Linked DNA regions of Gossypium hirsutum: region 1 is linked to region 2. Evidence: chromatin contacts called from public Hi-C data. All regions are on one chromosome and are shown on one strand. Each heading gives the region's core, a stretch centred on a gene start, on an enhancer-like site or on the middle of the called end of the contact. The rest is flanking DNA. Distances are from core to core; before and after follow the strand shown. Region 1 has its middle 20 kb from the start of LOC107916795. Region 2 has its middle 8.0 kb from the start of LOC107917160.

What was found. A called contact is a pair of places that touch in the nucleus more often than the background predicts.
Region 1: a Hi-C map of leaf shows a contact between it and region 2, with 2.6 times the contacts expected there. The contact joins two enhancer-like sites. A contact is called at or near these places in 7 of 34 Hi-C or Micro-C datasets (anther, callus, leaf and 1 more).

Annotation. Positions count from the first base shown.
Region 1 is chrA01:21,564,875-21,572,003 of Gossypium_hirsutum_v2.1, reverse strand. No RefSeq gene overlaps it. Among protein-coding and RNA genes, the nearest start is that of LOC107916795, 20 kb to the left of the region's middle. Within about 2 kb of position 5,648, at least 9 of the 9 cell types and tissues checked have an H3K27ac peak or open chromatin away from gene starts, as enhancers often do. A contact at or near this core is called in leaf, where this site is marked.
Region 2 is chrA01:21,511,173-21,518,233 of Gossypium_hirsutum_v2.1, reverse strand. No RefSeq gene overlaps it. Among protein-coding and RNA genes, the nearest start is that of LOC107917160, 8.0 kb to the left of the region's middle. Within about 2 kb of position 5,408, at least 6 of the 9 cell types and tissues checked have an H3K27ac peak or open chromatin away from gene starts, as enhancers often do. A contact at or near this core is called in leaf, where this site is marked.

The DNA.
Region 1 (7,129 bases), core at 4,399-6,898, 54 kb before region 2:
ACACAATTGATTTTTGACTTCCAAAAGCTCATACGTTGAAAATTATCCAAGGATGCCCAATTATTTAGTCCAACGAAGAACCGAAACCCAGCACAGTAGGGCACGATTCCTTGAATTTCTAAACATTGAGCTTTGCCTTATTTTAAATTTTTTTAAAATAAACCATTGTAAACTAGCTCAAAACGCATTAATTTTATTTGAAATAAAATGGAATAATTGATTTCAAAGAGTTGAAAATTATAAAGCAACATTTGTAAACCAAAAGAAAAATAATAATCATGGGATAATATGCATGCGTAAAATACAATACTTGGTGAATGAAGATAACATAACCTTATTTAACCAACTAACAAAACAAACAATTAAATATAATTAATCCAAAATATAACCAAATTCACAAGCATGGGTAAACAACAATTGATTTAATAATACATAAAAACGAATAAATGTGCTGTAACAAATATACATGAAATAATATAAAAACAATTAACACATGAGGTACCAAACAACATAAAACTAATACGATACAAAAACAATTTCTAAAAATGATGGATTGATGAGCAAATAACATATGCTAGAACTTGAAATAATTTATAAGAAAAAATAAAGAATATATTATAATTTTTTTAAAATTGATGTTGCAAAAAGAAGACATTTAAATCAAATAATATGCCAAATGTTAAAAAAATATATTTATAAAAAATTGACAATATACACACAATGAAGGAGAATTTAAATAATATATAAAATATGAAAGGATAGTAAAAATACATAATAAAATATAATCTTAGGAAATAAATTATGCACACAATAGATTTAAAAAACATATACATATATAAATAAATTTAGAAGCAATTATATGTAAAAGTAACATGGAATTAAATATGAGTCTAGGATTAAATATATGTACTAATCTACATATAAACATTTAAACGAAATACTATATAAAATGTTAAAATAATATGATATAAAAAGAATTTTAAAATGGTGATTTTATAAAAACAAAGTAGAGTTATTAAAGTATCTCAACACCTATAAAAATATTATGAACTTTAAAATAATAAGTATTTCAAATGGAAAGCTCAATTAAAATAGTATATATGTACAAATATATATAAAAATATTTAAATGGAATATTATACAAAATGTTAAAATAATATAACATGAAGATTTTAAAATAATGATTTTTTTAACAAAGTAAAATTATTAAAGTAATCTCAACACATAAAAAAATATTAAATGAATTCTCTTAAAAATAACGCATTGTATAGATAGAAAACTTAATTAAAATAAATTTAAAATAAAAGGGATAATTTATAAATAAAGTAAACTAATGGAATTAAAATAGGGACCAACGCGCAACATGTGCGAATTACAGGGACCAAAGCTGGAAATATTCTAGGTCTCAAAACGTTGCGTTGAAGCGTGGACCTAATTGACATCATGCGTAAATTATATGTATAAATTCTAAAAAATAAAGTAAAGCAAATAAGGTACAATTAAACAACAACGCGAAAGGGAGGACTAAACGCACAATTAACCCTCAAGGACCAAGTGCGCGGATCTCAACTTTGCACGGGTCGGGTCATCGGGTTTGAGGTTTCCAGACGGTGCCGTTTCAAAGCCATTGAGATTGGCTCAAAACAACGTCGCTCCCTATACTCCATACAAACAAAAGGAAACCCTAAAATGAACCCCTAATCATTTTTAAAAAAATCAAAACAAAAACTTAAGTTTCCTATTCCTCTCATGCGGCCGAATCAGATGGTTCTTTGCCCCGCCGCCTTTTTGCTTCCATATTTCGGTGAATCACACCATATGAAAGCATGGTTTGTCTTATTCGAAGACGCACTCGAAGGTTTTGCTGCCCTTAAGCCACAGAATCATCACTTATACTTCGATTATTGCGAAGCCAACAAGGATTCAAAAGTCAATACCAAGGTAAGTCCCTTTTTATTTTTTCTTATACCGTAAACAAAAACCAAGAAGAATGTCGAAACCATCCTTTTTTCAAAAATTTTAAAATTTTAAATTTAATGAAAATACAGGGGAATCGACTTTTTGAAAATGAAATATAGAGTCACCACCGATCTCTTGTTTTGATGTGATCGGATCACTTGAGGATTTGGTTATTTTAATAAAACAGTTTCAGTTTACTAAAACACCGATTATGGTCCACGAAAATTTTAGAAAACGGGACCGGGAGTCGGTTACATATGAGGAAGGGTTAGCACCCTCACTACGCCCAAAATTGGTACCAAATCGATTAAATACTGTCCTTATATCTAAAATTAAAAACGTTTTTGAAAGGTGGTTCTTTTTTGATAATGTTTGAATAACCCGAGTAGGTTGCCAAAAAATCTTCTTGTTTCGACATCTAAAAGTTTATAATTCGAGAATTAAAAAAGGATGCTCAACCATTTAGTCCAACGAAAAATTGAAACCCAGCACAGTAGGGTACGATTCCTCGAATTTCCAAGCATTGACCATTGCCTAACCTTATAAAATACGTGTGAAATCCCGAGGAGATATTCGATTATTTTGGACAAATGAAAAAGTGCAACCCAGCACGATAGGGCTCGATTCTCAAACCGTCAAACATCGAACATCGCCTTCATTTTGAAAGATTTTAGAAAATGTGAGTGAAATTCTGAAGGGATCTTCAATTGTTTCGAACCAATGAAAAAGCGCAACCCAGCACGATAGGGCACGATTCTCAAATCGCCAAACATTGAACATCGTCTTCGTTTTTAAGTTTTTTTTATAAACATGAATGAGAATATAAAGGAATGTTCGATCGTTTTGAGCAAACGAGAAATCACGACCCAGCACGATAGGGCATGATTCTCGAATTGTCAAACGCCGAATATTGCCTTCGTTTTAAATAATTTTTAGAAAATATGAATGAAATTTTGAAGGGATACTCGATTATTTTGAGCAAACGCGAAATTGCAACCCAACACGTTATGGCACAATTCCGCGAATTGCTAAATATCGAATCTCGTCTTCATTTTGAAGAACTTTAAAAGACATGAGTGAAAATTTTGAAGTAATATTCGATTATTTTGAGCAAACGCGAAATTGCAACCCAACACGTTAGGGCACGATTCCGCGAATTGCCAAACATCGAATCTCGTCTTCGTTTTGAAGAATTTTTGAATGAATGATTATAAAGCTAGCTTAAGACGTATTAATTCGATTTGAAATAAGACGAAATTAATCACGAAATTTTGGTTTTATAAAACCACATTTCAAAAATCAAGTGGAAAACGATGAATGGGGTAATATGTGCATTCATAAAAATACGACAATGGAAAAATGAAGGTAATACCATCAACTACAAGAACTTAAATGAATAAGCATAACTAGTTTGGAAATATAATTCAATTTCAACCATGCATGGAGAATAATTGATATAATAATACAATGACGAAAATGATAATATAACAATCACAAGCAAGATAATACATACAATAATATGCCACAACAATGTACATAGCATCATATAAGATAAATAGATCATAAAAGCTAGCATATGCTAGAATTCGAAATATTTTATAGAAACTAGGAATATGCATATACGCATAAAAATTTGAGTTAGATCATCAAACAAATAAAAAAAATAGAGTAAATAACATATAAACTTTAACATATAAATGAATTTCAAAAATAGTATTATATGAAGAATTTTGGAAAGAAAACTATACAAAACGATTTAAACCCGAAATTTATCGATTATTTATATTATACATGAATATAGTAGTGGATGTCAACATAAATTTTAAACCAATGGCATACATGTTAGAAAGTTTTAAGGTAAATAGATTATATGGGTTTAACCGCATAAAAATATTCAAAAGAATGTATATGAAATACTAATCATGTAATATGAAACTAGTGACTATACAAAAATAATTTGAAACAAGATTTGTTCATCTACAATAAATAATGTTCATGAAATAAAAAGCTTAATATAAACAACGTTTATACAAAAAGGATGATAATAATATAGGAAAACATTTGAAACGAACCAAAAATATATATAATATCAAAATTAGATTTAAAAGAAATAAAGAATATATATAAGTAAAAAAATAATTTAAATGATATGTAAAACATGTGTATCAAACATATTAAAATAACAAAAACATATGAGTTTAGTTATGTATAGAATAATATAGATATATATATATACCAACGTTCATGTATGATATTTAAGTAATAAATAAAACATGTAGTTTCCTTTTGAACAACTAATATATATAAATATGTGAAGAATTCAAAAACAGACATATGCATGAACTAATGTGACATTAATAATACACATGAAATAAAGCTAATTTTGTCATCAAATATGTATATATATACATATATAATAGTGCGAATGTAAAAACATTTGTAAAAAGGGGTATGCAAAAATGTGAAAATATGTGTACCAAAATTGCGATAAATAATTAAATAAAAAGATACATATGGTGTAACTTATACGAATAAATAAACACAAATAAAATAAAAAGAAAATTTAAATGAATCTAGAAAGAAGCCAAATTGAAGTCAAATTAAAAAAATAAGGAGGATAGTTTAAATAAAATAAACTGTAAAAAATGAAAAGGAAGGATTAGCGCGCAACAGGGGTGAATGTACAGGGGCCAAACCTGGAAATAATCCAGACCCCAAAACGCAGCGCATGTGCACGGACTAGAATGCAAACGCATACAAATTATAAGGGCCGAATTTAAAAGAAATAAATCTGAACTAAGCCTAATCGAACAACGATACGAAGGGAAGGGACCAATCTTGAAAATAACCTTTCACCGCGAAAACACGCGGGTCCTGAGGGTACCTGAGAATGGGTCGGGCCGGGTTCTCTATACGGTGTCGTTTTAAGGCTACAAACCATGCCTCAAACGGCACCGTTTCGCATCGCAGATTAAAAGAAGGCGAAGCCCCTGAAAACCCTAGACATTTCAGCTGAAAAACAGGGGGAGGGGGAACCCTAAAGGTTCTGCGCCGTTCGGCCATCCTTTCATCACTGCCACGACGAGTGATATCCTTCAGTACCCCCCTTTTCGCTCTTTCGTTCACTCCAGCATGGAGTTCATCGTTTTAAGCCCCGAAATCCCATCTCCGACTCCGATTTCAGCGAAGGAGACGAGGTCTTCGATGGCTCATATGCGAAGGTAGGGTTTCGCCCTTTTTCCTCTTCGATTCTTATGTTCAAAATGTGCAGTATGTAAAACTGGAGAAAAAGGAACGGATGGGAAAACGAAAAAGAACTAGAATCTGAGTCTCACCTTTCAATTTCTTTTGCGTTTTTGTATTTCAAAAATGTATTGATTGTGCGCGTAAAAAAATTACAATGAGCAGGGGCTTTGGCTTTATAGTCGATACAGAAATAAGAGATATTCAAAAAATAGAAATAGAAATTGAATACAAATTCTCTTTTTGCTGTTGTTTTCTTTTGTATGTATTTGCTGTTGTGGTTTGTTCTTTTGCAGGTACGGATGCTGTGCTGGCGTACGGAGGTGTGGCGTGGCGTACGAGGGTTGTGTGCTGGTCGTACGGTGTTGCAGGCTTGGCGTGGGCGGAGGCACTGGAGGGGCTCGGACGGCTGCGGCACAAGCAAACAGCTAGGGTTCTGTCCTGTTTTAGTGTTCTGGGTCTATCGGGCCTTGTAGATTCGGGTCAGGGTTTGTTACAAATTAGGGCTAGGGGTTATGTAACTGGGCTTATTATTGGACTGTTATAAACTTGGGTTTTAAATTTATTTATTTATTTTATATTATATATATATTTGGGTTTCTAGTGGGCCCGGGCAAATTTGCCCTCTACAAAGAACAAAGAAATAAAATCGAAAAAAAATGCTAGATCTAAGAATCACCTTTCCAAAATTGATTTCTAAATGCCTTTTCTCTGTATTCGATATTTATATGCCTATTTCAGTGTGCGTAAGATTTTCAAGTACAAACGATGGCTTTTTATAGCCCAAATTTACAGAATAAATGAAAAATAGAAATTATATTTTCCTGCTGCCATTTGCTGTGTATTCTGTTAGCTGCTTCTTCTTGTGTGTTCTATTGCAAGAATAGCCGTATAAAGACACGAACGGAGGAGGGCGCGAGGGACGATGGCGCACGTATGGTGCTAGAGACCGACTACTGGTTGCGGCGCCAGGGGAGATGGCTAGGGTTTCGGCTTCTGAAACCAAAGTTTCAGTCATTTGGGCCAATCTTGTAATTGGGTTGTATTTCAAATGGGTTGGGGTTTGGGTTGTTTGTTAATTGGGTTAGCTTATCAACCGGGCTAGGTGGTTTGGGTTTAATGGTTAGGTTAGGTTTTATTATTTGCAAAAGAGCTTGGACTTTGATTAATTTTGGGTCGTTTATTGTTTTTTATTTTGGTTTTTATATTTATTATCTTTGGTTTATAATAGGCCGGGCAAATTGGGCCTATTACACATTAATATCTCTTTTTAACCAAATAACACCTTGCAAAAAAATAAATTTAAAATTAAATTTGAATTAAATCAAAATCAATCAACAATAATAATAATAAGACCTAAAATAAATAAATTGTTTACTTAAATTAACATTAATTACTCAATTTATAATAAAAAAAATTTACCTGTTTTTCCCTTCTTCTTTTTTCTTTTTCCTTCCCTCCCTCTTCTTCTACTTCTCTTTTTTTTTTCTTTTTCCTTCCCTCACAGCGTCGCCTTATTCTCCTTCTTTCTTCCCGAAATGAACTATGGTCCCCAAACAAAGAAAAACCAAAACCCCTGTATGAGGAGTCTAATCGCCTGGTGCCGCCTCTGCCACCGACACTATTGGTGCTGCCTGTGGTAGGCCCACCACCAGTGTCGCCTGCAGCAGGGCCTCCACCTGTGCCGGCTGTCACCTTTTTCTGTTTTTTATTACATTTTTTTTAGCTTTTATGTTTTTTTTGCTATTTTTATTTTTATTTTTTTACTGTTGGTGGCAAAAAAACCAAGGTGGTCACACCACTGCCAGAGGCGGCACCACCTTGGATATACTATTTTAGTAAATAATTTTTTTGGGTACCATTTAGGTTTTTTTTTATATTATATTAGTAAAAAACCCTAAGAGTGCTCAATTGCACCGCACCTCAA
Region 2 (7,061 bases), core at 4,159-6,658:
GTGTGGTCCTAAATTGCAAATAGTGAGTCACACGGCCTGGACACATGCTCGTGTCTTTGACTCATATGATTTCTAATAGAACTATAAGTCACATGCCCGTGTCCCTAACTCGTGTGATCCTTATCTTGTAATCAGTGAGTTATACGGCCTAAACACATGTCCGTGTCCTTGGCTTGGGTGAACCTTGCACTAAGCTGACCATAGACGGCCTGGACATACGCCTATGTCCCTTTCCCGTTTAGCTCGTATTTGGTAGACAGTGAGTTACATGGCCTACCACACGGCCTGCCATACGGTCGTGTGACTTACACGACCTGCCACACAGCCATCGACAACCATGTTTTCCAACATCCAAAATTCGCAAAAACTTGGGTTTTTCGGTATGCACCTGAAGTAGTTTTGAAGTAGGAGCCACGTAGAATACTTCTGAAGCTTAAAATGACCATTCAATAACACAACTAAACAGTTTAATTGACAACAATACCCCATTATGCGTAGAAAACTATGTCAAAAGTTTCGACGCAAACCCTTCAACAATTCCAGACTTACTAACAAAATCAACAACGATTACTCGAGTTCTTACACTGAGGATCGTTGCTTTCAATATCCTTGACTAAAAGAAACCAAACGATCGCTTAAAATAAGATTTAAACAAATCAAGTTGGAAACAACTCTGACAGAAACGAACGAACTACCGTATAACAAAAGTTCTACGATTAACAAAATTCATGCAATTGATGTAATTGGCAATAAGGACACATGTACTTACTCGACAACATTGGCAGACAAAACGTGCAAACCACACAACAATTGGATGAAGAAAAGAAGGGAAAAGAACAAAAAGAAAGAGACAAAAAAAAAGAAAGAAGAAAAGGGAAAAAATGGTAATGAAAAGGAATAGGATATTTTAATTAAGCTAACCACCGATCAAAATTCCAACATTAAGTAAAAACATTACATAATGCATACGTCGAGACTCGAACATAGGACCAAAAAGTATACATAAATTAACTATTAAACTAGCAAGCTCATTCTTGACACAAATTTATACTGAATTAAATTTAAGTCAGCGGCCCAAGAGCAGAGATTAATTAAAATTGAATTAGCAAAACTTCTAAAGGGGCAACTCAAACTTCTGATCTTGAACACATAAGCAGTGCATAGAACCACAGATATAGAAACTTAATTACTATAGAATCCCACAAATAAACATTCAAATTTTGGGGTAAAATTATATTATTTTTTAGACGTGTTATACAAGTTTTGGGCAATTTATAAATTTTTTTATAAAGATTAAATATTATAAATATTATATTATTTTGACTTAATTTATATATTATAAAAATGGATATAACCTAACAAAAGTATTTATTCAAATCAAGTTTATATAAGTTTTTATAATTAAAGCTACATATTATTTGAACTACAAACTTAAATATTATAAGATCAATGCTAATTATGCAAATAGAAAAGATTTTCTTACACTATATCGTGGTGTACAATACCATTTGAGAGAATGGTGCTAGACACAAGCACCGCATACAACTCGCAAACTCTTTAATTTGACACATTCAAGACTTCAAAATGTGGTTAAGAATGCAAATAGAAAATGTTAAAGCTCTTGTCAAACACCTATTTGGCAAGGGTTCGAACTGTATTACTCCCATCCCTCACCCCTATTATTGTATCAAAAAAATATTTCTCATATTAACATTACCTTAGTATGGCATAAAAAAAATGTTGATCATACTAGCGTGTTGCATATTTTATAACTTCAATTATAGGTAGAATTGAGATGATCCATGGACTTTGAAGAGTACATGGAAGAAAAAGATCTTGATAATCTTAATTATACAAATTCAAATCCAAATGATGATAAACTCAGTTAAGGACTTACAGATAATGATAAGAAACATATGTTAAATATTAAATATGGAATAACCCAACAAATATGCAATTAGATAAAATTGCATATAGCTGTTTATTTTTCTTGATATTTTTATTACTAATCGTATTATCATCTATTTTTTTAGACAACATAATATATATAATGATTTGATTTTAATTTTTGTTACTTGTTTAGAAATTATTTTTCATCGTACTAATATTTTTATGGTAATTAATATTTTTTTAAAAATATAAATTATATAATTGTGTAATTACGAATTGTAATACCAAATATGACATAAAGAATTACGATGTAATTACACTATGTCAGTTAAACACATTTAGGAAATTACAATTCTTTATAATTACAAAAATATAATTATTATCCTAATAATTACATTTTTATTCAATTACTTATACTATCCAAACAAACCTTATAAGAATCTTTGAAAAAGCTTTCGATTTTTGTTCAACTTTTAACTTGATTATTCTTTATTTACATAGTAGGAAATGTTGAAACATTCTGGCTCATTTAGATATGTAGGAAAGTACCATGAAAGTTTTTATTTTAGGAGTCAAATTGCATTTTGTTCTCTCTACTTAAAATAAGTAAATTAATCCATGTACGTTATATAAAAAAAAGAGTCTTTATATTAAAAATTGATTCCTTTACATTAGAATGTGGTACATATGACACGTCATATGAAACTGTTTGGCAATTTTCAACCGTAAAAATTGATAAAAAATTTAAAATAAAGGATAAATTTGTATTTTAATCTAATATAAAAAGACTAATTTACTTATTTTTTACGGGATGTATAAATATATAAGTGAATTTATCATGTGATTAATGGTTAAACTTTGAAAAAAAGAAATGTGATTGATGTACAATAATTTGATTTGAGATTTTTAAGAAAACCAAACCGAATCCAATGGGAAATGTTTTGGTTTGCTAAAAAACTGGATGATTTATTTTTTAAAATTTACTTTAATATCATACTGTATGAAATTCAATAAAAACCAAACCAAATCAGATTCAACCGAAAGTTGGTATTCGATTTTCTTATGTTTTTCAACCCTACCAGTAACAGTAAAAGTGGGGATGAAAACTGGTGAAATGATGGTTCTGAATTTCCATCATTATAACTGCCAAAATACATTCGGATGATTTAGTGAGTTGGGCCCATTTTTGTTTACTAGCTACTTAGATTGCTAACATAATTGTTTAATAATGATTTTATAATTTATTATTTGAAAATTTGTTTATATTTTGTTAACAATTTTTAGAATTTTTATTAAATTTTATTTATCTTTATATCTAAAAATAATTTAATTATATTTTAAGTTTTTTTTATTTTTTAGAGTTATTATTGGAAAAATGTTAAAAATATTATTTTAACTATATTTCAAGATTCAAATTAATTATTAATCCTTTGAATTAATGTGAAACATCTTTCTCTTTAATGGAAAGTGACTAAAATATAACAATTTAATTACGTTAATGACTATTATAAATTTAAACAAAATTTATTGAATATAGGTGTAGTAAGTATTTCAAAGTGTTTTTTTTAAACCCTTTGTGTTAATCTGCTGGTTAGGGTATTTATCGCTCAAAGTATGGTCTAAATTCGAGTTGTGTTAATCGTGTTGCTGTTAAAACCTTACCCCTGTTCACCGAAAAATTCTTTTTCAGATTTTTCTAAAATGTTAGAAGTTACAGTTTATCAAAAAAAGATGTTCATAAATTTCCAGGTCAAAAACTCAAGTATTTATATTTGTTCAGTAATTTGTAAAAATTATAGATTTAATTCATTTTTTTAATTTGACATGTTTCTTTAAATTTTAACTTAAAAAGCTGGTTGAAATAAATTAGTAATATTGTATTATATTTATAGTTGTAAATTTAATCAATATTCTTCAATTGAATCATTTTAAGTTTTTTTATTTTTCGAATTTTAAAATTTTAGTTTTGACACAAATAAAAATTATTATTCCATATTAACTTTATATTATTGCATCATATTTTAAAAAAATAACAAAACTTAATGAATTTAACCTTGGTGAATGTAAATTTAATCAATCCCAAGCACAGTTTTGTCATCTTGTAGTTACTAATAAGTCTAGGTTTTTGTTTTTAATGGAAACTTTGTTTTCTTCAGCGAAAATGGAAGAAATAAAGGCTAATCTTCGTTTTGGTAATTGTTTCTGTGTAGGTAGGGTTGGTCGTATTTGAGGTTTGGCATTTCTTTGGCACTCTTCTGATAATGCTCGTATTATTGGTTACTCAAACAATCATGTTGATGTTTTAATTGAAGAACTTGATCATCCTAAATGGCGCTTTGCTGGATTTTACGGCCTTTCGGAATCATCTCGCAAGTTAGCAAGTTGGAATCTTTTGAGAACTTCAGCAAATGCGTCTAATTACCCGTGAATTTGCATGGGGGATTTCAATAATCTATTGTCAATCAATGATAAGTTTGGTGGAGCGGATTATCCAACTCAGTGGTTAGATGGTTTTCGTTAGTGTATTTCGGATGGTCAACTTAGTGAGGTTCCTCTATCTGGATTTAGGTTTTCTTGAAAGAGAGGGAGGAGCAGAAACTTGTTTGTAATGGAGAGATTGGACCGAGCTTTCTTGAATTCTGGTTGGATTGATTTGTTTCCTAGGCACCCATTGTTTAATCTTGTCATGTCTTATTCGGATCATAGCCCCAATTAAGTTGGTGGTGGATGTATCTTTTCATGGTCGCGGTTTCGAAGTTTCGGTTTGAGAATTCATGGCTGTCTAAGGAGACGTGGGAAAGCAACATGGGAAAGAAAATACTAGATTTTCCATGCACAGGCTTCCAAAGAGGAGATGTGGTAATTATATCCCAATGTTGTTAGATTCTGATGGGAGGCCATGTACTGATCATAACGGGATATGCTCTATTGTTCATCATTACTTCGTTAATCTTTTTTCTATTTCTAGCGGCTTTGGCTTTGCTAAGTTTGATGCTTTGCAGCTTTGTGTGACAAATGAGGATAATGTTCAGCTTATGGCGTCATTCAACATTCATGAACTTAGAGATACTGTGTTTAGTATGCACTCGGACAAGGCGTCGGGTTTTGACGGTATAAGTCTGGCTTTTATTCAATAGTGTTGATAGACTATTGGGGATGATATCTTCACTTAATGTTGTTCTTGGCTTCAGAATTGTGAGTTTCTCAATTCTCTAAATAATATAATTTTGGTGATGATTCCTAAGAAAGACAAACCGACCTATATGATTGATTTACGCCGAATTTCCCTGTGTAATGTATAAGATAGTTGCTAAGGTCCTTGCAAACAGATTGAAGGTTATTCTACCAAGAATCATCTCTAAGATGCAATCGACTTTGTTCCAGGTCGTTTAATCACTGACAATGTCATGGTGGTTTTTGAGTTGATCCATCATATGAGGAACAAGAGTAGAGGAAATAAAGGCGAGGTTGCGCTTAAGCTCGATGTTAGCAAGGCCCATGATAGGGTCTATTGGGGCTTCCTAAAATATATTCTACTTAATTTGGATTTCAGTGTGGAATGGGTTAAATTGATTATGCTCTGTGTCACAACAGTCCAATACTCGATTTCTTTCAATGGTAGCGAGGTTGGTCCAATTCTACCGCATAGAGGACCGGGACAAGGTGATCCTCTTTCCCCTTATTTTTGTATTATTTGTACAGAGGGTCTTAGTTATCTTCTTCTAGGGTCAAAGCGAGGGGTGATATTCATGGTGTTTCTATTTTTCGAAAGGGTCCGAGCATATCTCATATGTTTCTCGCGGATGATATTTTTTTTCAGGCGACAGAGTGGGAGGCCTGTAATATTAAGGATATTCTCTGTTAGTACAAGGAAGCATCGGGGTAAGCAGTTAATTTTCATAAGTCTATGATCATGTTCAGCTCTAATGTTGTATCTAGTGTTTGGGCATTGCTTTGTTCGATTTTGAGGGTTTTGGTGCCTTTGAACCATGAACGATACCTTGGACATCCTTCTTTTGTGGGGAGAAATACGAGTCAAGTTTTCACGTTTATTAAGGAGAAGCTTTGTAAGTGTATTTTTAGCTGTAAGAACAGTTTTCTGTCTAAGCTAGGCAAGGAGGTAGTTATCAAGAATGTGGCCCAAGCATGGCCGGTGTTTTGTGTGGGCTTTTTTTTACACCAGTTACCATGAGTGACACTTCACAAAGAATTATGATTCTTTTTGGTGGAGAGCGGATGGGTCAGACAATAGGAAACTTCATTGGGCTTCATGGGATAAGTTATGTGTGCCAAAAAAGGGTGGTGGTATGGGCTTTCATAATTTGCGTTGTTTTAATCTTGCTTTACTTGGGAAGCAGGAGTGGTGGTGCCTTCTTTCGAATCTGAATTCTTTGTCAAGCCATTATTTCAAAGCTAAGTATTTCCCTTACTGTTTTTTTATTGAAGCGTCAGAGGGCAGAAACCCATCATATGTTTGGCGAAGTATTTGTGCAGAAAAGGGACTTGTTAACAGGGGATCTCGATGGAGAGTGGGGACGGAGTGACTATTGAAGTTTTTAATGATCATTGACTATGTGAGAATAGCGGTTTTTTTGTCCAATTGATGCCACTACCTGACATGGACTTGAAAGTGAAGGAGCTATTTAATAGTGGTAGACTGACTTGGGAGGAGGAGTTTATCATTGGTATCCTTACACCTGATTCAGCTCGAATTATGAAGTTTCCTGTCAACCTAGTGAAGTCGCCGAATTGTATGGTATGGCATTTCAACACCGATGGGAAGTATAGTATCAAGATTGGCTATAGAGTTGCGCTTCAAGATGTTTTTGATGTTTAACTTAATATGATTAAGGGGTCTTGCTTGAAAATTTGGAACAATTTCATACCCTTGAAAGTACGTGAGTTTGCATGGCGATGCATGAGACAGTTTGTTACATACAGGGAATGACTTCCTGCTAAAGATTTAAATGTTATCCCAAACTATTATAGATGTGGGTCATTAGAAAATATGGAGCACATTCCTTTTTATTGTACTAAAGCCTAAGAAGTGTGACAGCTTGCTGGCCTACAGGCTCCTTTTTTGTGTAGGGATTTTATCATGGCTTGTGTCAATTTACAGGACGAGGCGAGGAAGGATCGATCACTTACTCTAATCTGATTCATTTGGTTCT